Regions from separate parts of the Mus musculus genome. Here all the other regions are linked to region 1. A link is a contact called in public promoter capture Hi-C data. All regions are on one chromosome and are shown on one strand. Each heading gives the region's core, a stretch centred on a gene start, on an enhancer-like site or on the middle of the called end of the contact. The rest is flanking DNA. Distances are from core to core; before and after follow the strand shown.

The links. Promoter capture Hi-C pulls out the DNA fragments that hold promoters and counts their contacts.
Region 2: a contact with region 1 is called in a promoter capture Hi-C map of pre-B cells, with 3 times the contacts expected there. The contact joins the promoter of Inpp5k here to the promoter of Ovca2 in region 1. A contact is called at or near these places in 11 of 39 promoter capture datasets (the 3T3-L1 cell line, 3T3-L1-derived adipocytes, the C10 cell line and 6 more), 1 of 484 Hi-C or Micro-C datasets (CD8 T cells) and 9 of 115 datasets of contacts at active chromatin or transcription factors (double positive thymocytes, effector CD8 T cells, embryonic midbrain and 5 more).
Region 3: a promoter capture Hi-C map of liver shows a contact between it and region 1, with 3 times the contacts expected there. The contact joins the promoter of Myo1c here to the promoter of Ovca2 in region 1. A contact is called at or near these places in 4 of 39 promoter capture datasets (the C10 cell line, hippocampal neurons, liver and 1 more), 4 of 484 Hi-C or Micro-C datasets (embryonic stem cells and pro-B cells), 5 of 115 datasets of contacts at active chromatin or transcription factors (embryonic midbrain, extraembryonic endoderm stem cells, large pre-B cells and 2 more) and 1 of 9 other capture datasets (pancreatic islet).

Annotation. Positions count from the first base shown.
Region 1 is chr11:75,176,353-75,180,237 of GRCm38.p6, forward strand. Ovca2 (candidate tumor suppressor in ovarian cancer 2) reads right to left here and starts at 2,456. Exons shown (of 2, transcript NM_027136.3): 1 at 2,260-2,456; 2 at 1-2,035. The coding sequence starts at 2,443. The coding sequence ends at 1,542. It overlaps Dph1 (diphthamide biosynthesis 1), which reads right to left. Exons shown (of 13, transcript NM_144491.2): 10 at 3,374-3,452; 11 at 2,821-2,961; 12 at 2,573-2,679; 13 at 1,291-2,035. The coding sequence ends at 2,590.
Region 2 is chr11:75,629,283-75,632,801 of GRCm38.p6, forward strand. Inpp5k (inositol polyphosphate 5-phosphatase K) reads left to right here and starts at 1,738. Exons shown (of 12, transcript NM_008916.2): 1 at 1,738-1,915. The coding sequence starts at 1,818.
Region 3 is chr11:75,654,673-75,658,085 of GRCm38.p6, forward strand. Myo1c (myosin IC) reads left to right here and starts at 1,343. Exons shown (of 32, transcript NM_001080775.1): 1 at 1,343-1,529; 2 at 2,820-2,975; 3 at 3,081-3,196. The coding sequence starts at 1,512.

The DNA.
Region 1 (3,885 bases), core at 1,206-3,705:
AAATCTTGAGCCCTAAAGAAGCCAGAGGCCTTTGTAACTGAGTCAGACTTCTATGTAAGTGGAGTTCGGGGCAAGAGAATACATGGCAAGGCTCTGCCTTGGTCATCTAACAGAGGTTACAGAGAGCGTTCCTGTGTAGCCCTCTCTGTCCTGGAACTCCATCTGTAGACTAGGATAAGCTCAGTCTCAGATCTGCCTGTCTCTGCCAGTGCTGGGATGAAAGGCACGTGCCACCACTAACTGGTTGTTTTTAGACTAGACTGTCCTCTACCTCTGCCTGCATGTACCACCATGGCCATTGGGTCATTGACTTTTTAAACACATATCATGTACAACCCTGGGACCTGGGACTAGAGCCTCTGGAACTAAGAGCTATAGATGTTTGTGAGCTACATTGTGGATGCTGGAGCCCGAACCTGGGTCCTTTGAAAAAGCAGCCCATGTCCTTAACCACAGAACCATTTCTCTGATGTATACCTTGAAACACTTGTGTGTCAAGAACATATAACTCTGGGTATAAGAATGACTTGGGAGTAACTGGCCAACTCCAACTCCTGCTCAGTGACTAAGCTCCCTAGAAGATATTGTGGTGTGGGACTAGGTAAGTACCTTGTGATATCTTGGAAAAACTGTCTTTCAGAGGCAGAAGTCAGAAAGCAGCGTGCCTATGTGTGTGGCAAGATTGGGCACTGGAAGTGAGAAGAAAAATGGCAAGAAGTTAAGCTGAGCAGGCTACTTAAGCTTTGGCTTTCTCAACATATCAATAATTAGCATCATCAATTATGAATAGCAGTAATCTCAGAAACCCTGAAGATGGCTTCATTAGGAAAAGGCAGGTTACTCTGTGCTGTCTTTGGCCTCTACCCAACATATGGTACTACCCAAGTCTTCAAGCTCAGAGTTCAGAGGGGGATGGAACAGTTATGGAAGAGAAAGCAATGGCCAAGCCAGGGACCAGGATGTAGGAAACCTAAAAGCAGATGGAGCCAAGCAGAGCCTTGCCAAGTGTTTTCTTTCCCCAAACTCCTCAAACGTAAAACTTTCTGATTCTAAGTGACCAAGATATCTAGCTTCTTCAGTCTGGGACTTAAACTTCCACAAAAGGATGGTGACATGGCTCAGCAGGTAGAGGCATGACTTGCCAAGTCAAATGATCAGAGCTCAGAAAGAACCCACATGGTTGAATCAACTCCCCGCACTTATCCTCTGATCTCCACAAGTCTGCACCCATACACACAATAAGCCGAATTTAAAGATACAAAACAATAAATGACTTCCACCAAAAATGTGTCCTTGGGTTTGGTTTGGTGCTGCCCCAGGATCGGGGCAGCAGGAGAAAGGCATTCAACATCTAAAGCATCGCTTTATTGTCTGTCAGTCACAGGGGTGCCAGCCCCTGCCTGCCCACCCCTGTCTTCTCACAGGCTCTCTGGGCTTATGTGTGTCCTGAGAACTGACAGTTGTCTTAACTAGCCATGGTGAGGAGACAGGGGAGAGCTGCTGGACAAAGTGGGAGCAGTGCGGAGACATTTGTCCATCCTTCATTCTGCAAACTGGTCCAAGAACTTAAGGTAGGCCTGACGCTGAGATGCAGCTGCTGGAATGAAGTGACCACCGGAGTGGGTGAGGGTGACGGCTCCAAGGAATCGGCTAGCCAATTGCATACTCTCCTGAGAAGGGATGACTCGATCAGTATCCCCAAAAACATGAAGTGAAGGCAGTGACATGGGGCTCTGCAAGATAGGTTCCTTAAGGCCTCGGGGACAGAACCCCGACACAAGTATAATAAATCTTGGCAAGGGGAAGCGAGGATCGCCTGCCTGGCCCAGGGCACACACATAAGCTGCTAGTGCAGCCCCCTGGCTGAAGCCAAGAAGTCCATCAAACGGCCCCAGCGTGTCAAGGGCCCGTGCCACCGTTTCCAGGGCCTCCTGCAGACCCCTGCACACTGTGGACTCTTCCAGAGCAGAGAAAACATCGGCTTCCTCCTCAGAAAACCACCAGCCTCGAGGCTGCTCCTCCGGAGAACAGGGCCCTAGAAGCAGATGGGAGAAGAGCACAGGCCCAGGGTTAGAGATGGTGAGAAGAAAAAGGCAGAGCTTGGGAAAGTGCAGCCAGGGGACTTGGGGGGCGGGAGGGACCTGGAATGGCCTGGACACAGATAAAGGAGGAAACCTGGGAGCTCAGACTAGAGCCGGAGTTAAAGGCGCTAGGTGAGAACTGAGGTCCAGGTGTGCGAAGGGGTCCAGCAAGTCTCACCCGAGTCTGGACACGAACCCTCGGGAGCCGCTGCCTCGGGGACCGGGTGAGGTCCGCTGAGGCACACAAGCTCTGCCCGACCCCGCAGCGTCTTCCTCAGCGCTCCGGTCTTCTCACGGAAGCCCCGCTCGCTCTGCCGGAAGCCGGCTAGACACAGCACTCGCAGGGTCTGCCGTGCCGCCATACTGCAGACCGACCGGAAGCAGGCCTTCCCAGGCGGAAGTAGAACCGGCAAGGGGGCAGGGCCCGTGCGGGGAACACCCCTAAGGCGGGGCTCTCCTAAAACAAAAAGGTGGGGCGTGGCTGCAAATACCTGCTGCTCTGGCCCTCTCAGGGAGCCGGCGAAGTAGCCTTCTGGTCTGCGCAGTTGCAACTCTCACAGGCTGGGGCTGGAGAGCCGCCTCTGGACCCTTGCTGCACCTGAGGTAGCAGATAGATTCAAGTCTCTCTACTGCAACCTCCACCCGGCTCCCTTGCATTTCCCCCGCTGTCCTCAGGGCGGCGGCGGTGGACCACGTCACGCCTGTAGGCTGCCTCTCAGCCCTGCTTAAAGTGGGCTACCTTGTCAGATGCAGGCTGGCAGAGACCCCGAGGTGCTCGGTCCCGACCGTAGTTCACTGTCCATGGCCCTAAGGAGCTGCCAGAGTAGAAGTCCATGGGGTAGGGTTGCTGCCAAGAAATGTCCTTCAGGGCCACAGCTGCCTAGGGGAGAAAAGACAATGATATTCTTTCTCTCTCTTTCTTCTTTCTCCCTTCCTTCCTTCCTCTCTCTCTCTCTCTCTCTCTCTCTCTCTCTCTCTCTCTCTCTCTCTCTCTCTCTCTCTCTTTCTTTCTTTTTTTGTCCCTGCATTAGCAAATTTGACCAGGGTCTATGAAGGGAGTGTATTATCATCCTTCAGAAAGGAAGAGTGAAGTGAAGAGAGTCGCAGCTACACAGCGAGTCAGGTGTGTTGGCTCACATCTCCCAGCAACTCTTAAATATAAACAAAAACTACACAGCAAGATGGTGGCTCGATCTCAGAACCTGCAACCCTACGTGCTGCTTACCCATGCCAGCCATCTCACAACCCTCCCTCAACAGGAAATACAAAGATTTTCAAAATGTGGCTGTTACCTCGTACGGTGTCAGCAGTGGCTTGGGAAAGGCTGAACCCCAGTCAATGGAGAGGCGTGGACATGCCACCTGCACCCACCTAGGGAGATAAGTCAGTTAAGATGTGACATGAAGGTCACCTCTCTCTGGGGTACCACACTGAAGAACATAACGGTGTCTCAGTATCTCAGTATGTCCACTTGTCAACAGATTGCACTGATCCAACTATATACTGTTGGGAAGGTAACTCTGATTGCCCTGTAAGCCTAGGACTTGACCTTAACTCCCAAAACCATTGCATTAAAAGCAAAAGTGGAGCTGGACACACAGCTTAGTGGTTGAGGGAGCTGGCTACTCTTGCAGAGGATTCAAGTTCAATTCCCAACACCCACATAGTAGCTCACAACCTTCTAAAGTAAGAGGCAAAATTTGTGTGTGTGGTATATGATATACACTTGTACTCCAGCACTGACGAGATCCAGACAGGTGGATTGCTTCAGGGGAAAAGAGAAGGGGGGGGGGGTGGACACCAA
Region 2 (3,519 bases), core at 488-2,987, 450 kb after region 1:
ACATGGTGACAAGGTTGGGTAGAAAGAATGAAAAAACCCAAAGCACCAGGAAGAGCATGCCTGGGCTTCAGAAATAAAGAAGAAAAAAATCATACTCTGGGGGCTGGAGAGATGGCTCGGCGGTTATGTACTGTTCTTTTAGAGGAGCCGAGTTCAATTCCTAGCACCGACATCTCAGTTTACAACTGCCTAGAACTCCAGCTCCAGAGGAACCTGATGCTTCAAGTCTCCCAGACCTGCACTCTGGTGCACATGCTGGCGTGCACGTGCACACACGCACAATAGAAATAAAAAGCTTGTTTAAAGGCATGGTGCCACGGGGTTTTAATCCCAGCCCTTGGAAGGCAGGTGGATCTTTCTGTGTTTGAGGCTAGCTTGGCCTAATGAGAATACTAGACCAGGTTTGTTAATTTCACTGCAAGTGGACGAGGTTAATGTGCACCACTGGCATGCTTAGTACCCAGAGAGGGGAAAGGGCAACTGGAATTAGAATGATTATGGGCCACCGTGTGGGTGAAGGGAATCAAACCCAACTTCAGTGGTCTGTAAGTGCTCTTAACTTGTGAGCCCTCTCCAGTACTTTCAGCTTTATTACTGTGTTTATGGCTACAACTGTGATTCTTGTCTTCCATCCAGGGGTAAAGCTCAGGTGGTTAGTTAGACTTGGTAGAAGTTGTCCCCTTCCCTTCCATTTTGAGAATGAATCACAGCACAGTTCGAATGCCCTGAAACTTTAAGGTAGCCCAAACTGGACTCAAACTTGGAGTAACCAATCTCGGTGAGTTTTGGAAATAACATCACTACACCGGGTTCCAGAACATGTATTTCAGGTAGTGGAGCTTTTGTGGGTTCTTGAGGCATCACTGGGTAGCTGGTACTACAGTGTGCTAAAACAACACTCCCATTTCCCTGGGGGAAGTCATAACTGTAAAAACAACCCCATGCACTATCCCCCCTACCCCTCAAAAATTAAGACCCAGAGATCTAAAGGAAATAATAAATCGAAGTGTCTGGCAAAGTAAACAGTCACCATGAATATACACCAAATAGCAACGGCTTGTTTTTCATTCACTGATAGCTCTCGGGGATCCTAAATTATTTTGCTTTGTATTCAGCAAAACTAGTTTCAAGTTGGGCGTGGTGGTGTAATCTCAGCTGAGGTCGGAAAATCAACTTGGTCTGTATAACAAGCCCCAGTACTTACTAGCAAGACTGTCTCAGATGGAAAAAAAAATTTTTTTAAATGACGATCACCAAGTCACTTAAATGAATGGAAGTGTTCTCTGACCCCTATGAGGGCGCCAAGGAACATGAGAAATTACTTATAGTGTGGGCGAGAGAGGCCGAACAGACTACAGTGAGGCTCCCCATCCTGTCCACTCCCGGTTTCTGAGGGTGGGCAGGCGACAGCGAAGACCGTACGCTGCGGGACGATCACGAAGCAGCCCGAGTCCTCGAGCCGCAGCAACTTCCGCCCTCAACGCTCCTCACGCCCGCGCCCTTGCGCAAAGCAGGCTGGGAATGCGGAGCCTAGGTGGCCCCGCCACCGCCCACTCCCGCGTCCGGGCCGGCGGTATGGCGTCGGGAGTGGATGACATGTAGAGCCCGCCTCTCTGAGCCTGGCTCAGCTCCGCCTCTGGGCGGTTCGCTCTGCTGTAAAGCCCCGCCTCTGTCCTCCAACCGCACCCCAAAACCCTAGACACTCTGGATCCACCTCCTACGGAAGCCGAAGCGCAGTCCGAATCCGGAAGAAAAACAATCCGGAGGGAGCAGTGCTGCTGAGACCGGAGACCAAGGGCTGCTCCGGCTCGCACTAGATGCAGCACGGAGACAGGAACACACCGGGTTACCGCGAGGGAATAATGTCGGCTGTGAGTCTAAGGAGGCCGAGCGCACCGAAAGGCTTTGCACTCAGGTGAGGACGCAGGTGTAGGCCGGTCGGTTCCTGGCGGTTAGCTGTCTTCAGCCCAGTCTGATTTGTGGGGCTGGATTTCAAAACCACAGTAGGATCAAGGCTGCCCTAGTTTAGATACCCGAATTCTGTCAGGCCAGTACTGAAAGGGCTATGTTAGGATTGATGCACGCTCTAAACTTTGGCTGCCGAGTTGGTCACTGCAGATGCTCCCCAAGCAAGTGTCCAGTTGATTCTTGGAGCAGACAGGGTTAGATTGCTAAGGACCAACATTTGCCCCTACAGTTGTAGATTAGAAGTTTTGTTCCTGTTTTTCAGCAGTACATCATGGGGTCTTCTTGATCGGGCTGTGATCTCTAGAAATCCGAAATCAGATTTAGATAAGATCCTTTAGCGAGGTAAAGCCTGGTCTCATGCCCGCTCTTAAATCACGAGGAACACTGCTAATCGTCCAATTGAGCGTAATTCGCGGTGCATGGATTTGTTACTAATCATCAAAGTTGAGGATTGGGATGCCAAATCCCGAGTTTTATTTTTTATCCACTTAGAGTGGGAATACAAGGAGCCACTGAGTAAAGAAACCGGTTACCTGCCGGACAGCAGGGGGAGACTGTAAACAGACAAAATGACAGTCTCTCAGAGGACTTGAGAGGAAGGTTTTTGTATTATTTTGTTTATATTCATAGGGAGAGGCAGGGAGCTGCTTGAAGCTAACCAGGAATTTTTTTGTTTTGTTTTGTTTACAAGTCACACTTTAAGAACAGGCTCTGGTGGAGAAGGAAATGCCCCCCTCCCCTTTTTGGGTGGCTCTGCGGGATCTTGTGCTTCAGTGCCTCGGTATTCTTGGAACTCAGGTTTCATCTGTAGAGTCTGAGCTCCTGCTTGCTCTGTCCTGGAGACAGTCTGGGCTTCTTGGAGTGTTGCTATAGCAACACCCTCACTGAAGGTCTCCCTAAGTCTTCGCTTTTCTGAACTTGTGATGGATGTGGTGGTATTTAAGAGCTGTTGATTATTTCTCCTGATACTGAGACTTGTGGAGAGCGGAGGTTGGAATGTTATGTACCAACTGGCGACTTGTCCCAAGAGAGAGTAGACTCGTGAGACAGATAATAAGAAACCTGTTACTCAGAAACTTGTCCCTAGGCTACGTGAAGGCCTTGGCAGGATTTGTTGTGTGCCAAGGATCTGCAAGGTAGGAGAGGGGAAGGGAATACGCTGTCAGCCTCTCTCTTTCTGAGTTTCTGTTCTCGTAGCTCTGAAGCACATGGCCATGCTCAGTCAACCTCCAATTCCCTCTCGGTGCTCTTGGGAACCCATAGGTTGAGGAGTAAGCATGCAGAGTTGCTGACTGGGCCACAGAGGATGAGTGAGGTTTCTGTAGCTGGAGGGGCTAATAGGTTCCTGTCTCTCAAACGCAATCATTCTTTCCTTCTGGCCAATGGCATTTGAGCTCCCTTTGGCAGCTCTGTGCCAGGTACTGCCAGCTATGGGCGACTGTAAACCTGCCTAGAAGAGCCAGTTGGAGGGAGGGAAGAGATTCCTGCTTTCCAGGCATGAAAGGGAAGGTGAAAGCTGGGTAATCCACTGCTCCTTTTCCTCTTTCCTAC
Region 3 (3,413 bases), core at 93-2,592, 480 kb after region 1:
GGGAGTCCCCGTCCAAGGGGTGGGGCGCTTTGGTGCTTTGGGTTCTTACTCCCCCTATCCTCCCTAGACCAAGTGTATACCCTCGGTATATGCTTCAGGTTCCTTACAAAGGGCGAGGAATAGATAAGGCACTTGAGAACCCTTTGCAAATGGTAGATATAGGGGCGGACGCTTTCTTCACTAGACAAGAAGATTGGACTCTCCCCCAAGTCCCTCAGTGCGTGTAGAATGAAAGAGGAAGAGGGTAGTAGTGGTGTTGATGGCTTGGTCAGTGCTTCATTTCAGGCAACCCAACAATTCTGGCAAGTATCAGCCAATCGGCCTCTTAAGGCACTTACTCATGATCATCATCCTGCTAGTAAGCAAAGGCCAGGCTGGTTTTGTTGTTGTTGTTTTGTTTTACCGTAGACATCCATATGCCACAAGAGGTGGCAACTGACCCAAAGTCCACTCCACTCCTCTCACACACTCTTCTCGGGCCTAAAAAGGGCTGATGTCGTCAGAGAACCAGCGAGGGTGCTGGACAGACAAGGAAGACAGCTGATGGCCTGTGTTCAGGGAAGAGCGGAGATCCAGAGGGAAGAGAAAGAAGGGAAGAGAGGAGAGGAGCCCATGGGGCAGGGCACTGAGTCCGGAGGATATTCAGGCTGGAACATAAGGTTATTGGCTGCACACGTAGGAAAGTCAGAAGGGTGCTGCCTACTCGGCAAACAGGCTTCTTTAGGGGTCATGCTGGGTCAAAAAGGGCACCCTGCTCTGACCCTAGGATTTGTTTCTTAGCTAGGGAAGAGATCTTTCAAGAGATGTTTCTCTTCTGGCTCTCTTGGCACAAGTTTGTAATCTTAGTACTCAGGAGGCTGAGGCAGGAGGCATCTTGAGTTCCAGGCCAGATTGGGCTCCGTAAAGAGACCCTGTCTCAAACAATTTCTTTTCTAAGGATTTAAAGAATGGAGCCAGTCCTTTGGGAGTGTGTATGGGGGTGGACAGTGTCCCGTACAGAGGCTCCGCCTGTCCCGGGGCGCCGGCCGTATTTGGACATTTCGTTCTATTTTTAACTTTCCCGGGACTCGAGGTTGGGGGTGGGGAGAGAAATCCTGCTTCCCCGGTGACCCACGGGCTTCAGCCCTCGTCTCGCGCGGGGTGTCCAGCCCCGTGCTGTAGACACGAGCCCGGAAGTGAGTTCCGGAGCTGTGTAGACGCGGCGGCCGCGCGGGTTCCGGGCCCCACCCTGGAACTAACGACGTTCCTCCTGGAAAACCTGACTCAGGCGGAGCCCGCGGCACGCAGGAGGCCCCGCCCCTCGCGCGCCCCCTCTTAGGTCCCGAACCCCCTCCCACCCAGCCCGGCCAGGCCGGCTGCAGTGGGTCCTAGGGTCGGGACTCCGAGCCCCCTGAGCCAAGGGGCCTGCAAGGGGCGGTGCAGGGGGCGGGCTGGCCCCTCCCTCGGTTACGCCGCGGCCGAGTACAGACCAAGAGGCGCGGGCAGCGGAGCGGGGCGCCGGGTCCGGCAGGATGCGCTACCGGGCATCGGTGAGCATGGGCGCGGGCAGGTTTGGGGTCCAGGGTATCTCTCGGTGGCCCGCGGCGCTCCAGGGCCGGCCTTGAAGCGGGCGCGGCCCAGGAATTTCGGTGGAAGATGTCCCTGAAAGTTGCTAGAACAGGAGGCCGAGGCGGAGAGGGCTGCAGAACGCTCGAACCCAGGACCATGTGGTCGCCCCTGGTGATGGCTAAGACCCCTCCCACTTGAGGACCAGGGGGCGTTGGCTGCGGTGGTGTTTGGCAGCAGCTTCGGGCTGGGTGGGTCAGGGGTGGGCAGGTCTGAGGGAGACAGGCCCTGGACTTGAGGGGTGACGGAGAAGCAGAGAACTGAGCAACTAGGGCTAGAAACCAGGGTCAGGGGAGACTTGGTGACCTCCCTGGAATTTACAGCGGCTCCCAGTACCTTCCTCTTCCTTGACACCCCCCTACCCCAGCATTTTCTAGATCTGCAGGCCCTCTTTGAAAGGAAAGCTCTGCTTAAGACGCGGCTTGAGGGTCTAGCTAAGCCTGTACCTGCCCCACCCTTGGGTGGCAGCTGGGTTTCCCCTGGGAGAACCCTCCACCTCCTGAGGCTTCTCAACGGTGGAGGAGCTGCGGGAGGAGGGGGGGCGGGGGGGGAAGCCTAGCAGCTGGAGAGGAGGGAGTGGCTCCAGTTGAGGGAGGGCAGGCCACCCGCTTCTGGGGTGGGCATCAAGTCCAGCTGAGGTGGTGGCCCATGGGGAAACCCTCTCCTAGGACGTGAGCTCTGGCTTGATCCCTAAACAACTTCTACTTCTGGGAATTTGGGGTGGATGGGAGTTGGAGAGATGGCCCCTCCCTGTCTGCAGAATTCCCTCTGAACCGTTTGTCCTCCAAAGCACCTGTAACACGTAGCTGGGATTTGAGGTCACCTGAACTAACCCACTCCTGTTCTCTGAAGAGGAAGCAGTCCTGAGAAAGGAGGAGGTTTGTCCAAGGTCAACACCAGCATTCTTTCTGCCGTTCCTAGGAGCTCCTTGTCATGTCCCACCTTCCTCAACTCAAAATGCCGCTGCCCTGGATTCCATGCAGTCGTTCAGTGTCTGCTGGGCCCTTTGTGCTCCTATGGGCTGTGTGCATGGTCCATATGTCCCATAGGGTCTCTTATCTGCATTCCAGCATCCTGCAACCCAGCCATATGTCCGGAACATGTTCTGTAGCCTGTGTCCAAAGTGTCCCTGCCTTCTACATCCTGCAGGCAGGGTAGGAAACGAGACTTTAACCTGCAGACTCTGACAGCGTCTTGTGGCTGGTTCCTCACAGGCCCTGGGCAGTGACGGGGTTCGAGTGACCATGGAGAGCGCCTTGACTGCCCGAGACCGGGTAGGGGTGCAGGACTTTGTCCTGCTGGAGAATTTCACCAGTGAGGCTGCCTTCATTGAGAACCTCCGGCGGCGGTTCCGGGAGAACCTCATTTATGTGAGTGCCATGAGCACGGCTGGGCCCAAGGACCTAGGGGAAGGTGGCAGCAGGAACCTTCAGGAAAAGCCTCTGACCCTTCTCCCCCACCCCCCCAACCCCCAGACCTACATCGGTCCTGTCCTAGTCTCTGTCAATCCCTACCGAGACCTACAGATCTACAGCCGGCAGCATATGGAACGCTACCGTGGTGTCAGTTTCTATGAAGTACCACCTCATTTGTAAGTGATTCCCTTGCCTTTCCAGGAGTGACCTACCCTGTCCTCTTGCAAGATGACCCCATCCAAACCCCACTTTGAAATGATTCCCTGACCCCTGGGTGACTCACTGGTCACTACTGAGAGGAATCCCATGGTTGTTCACCTATGGTCACCTCAGTTCTCATTAGTTGAACTCTGAGTTCTGTCCACCAACCAGGACCCTCAGCTCCTGAGCTCA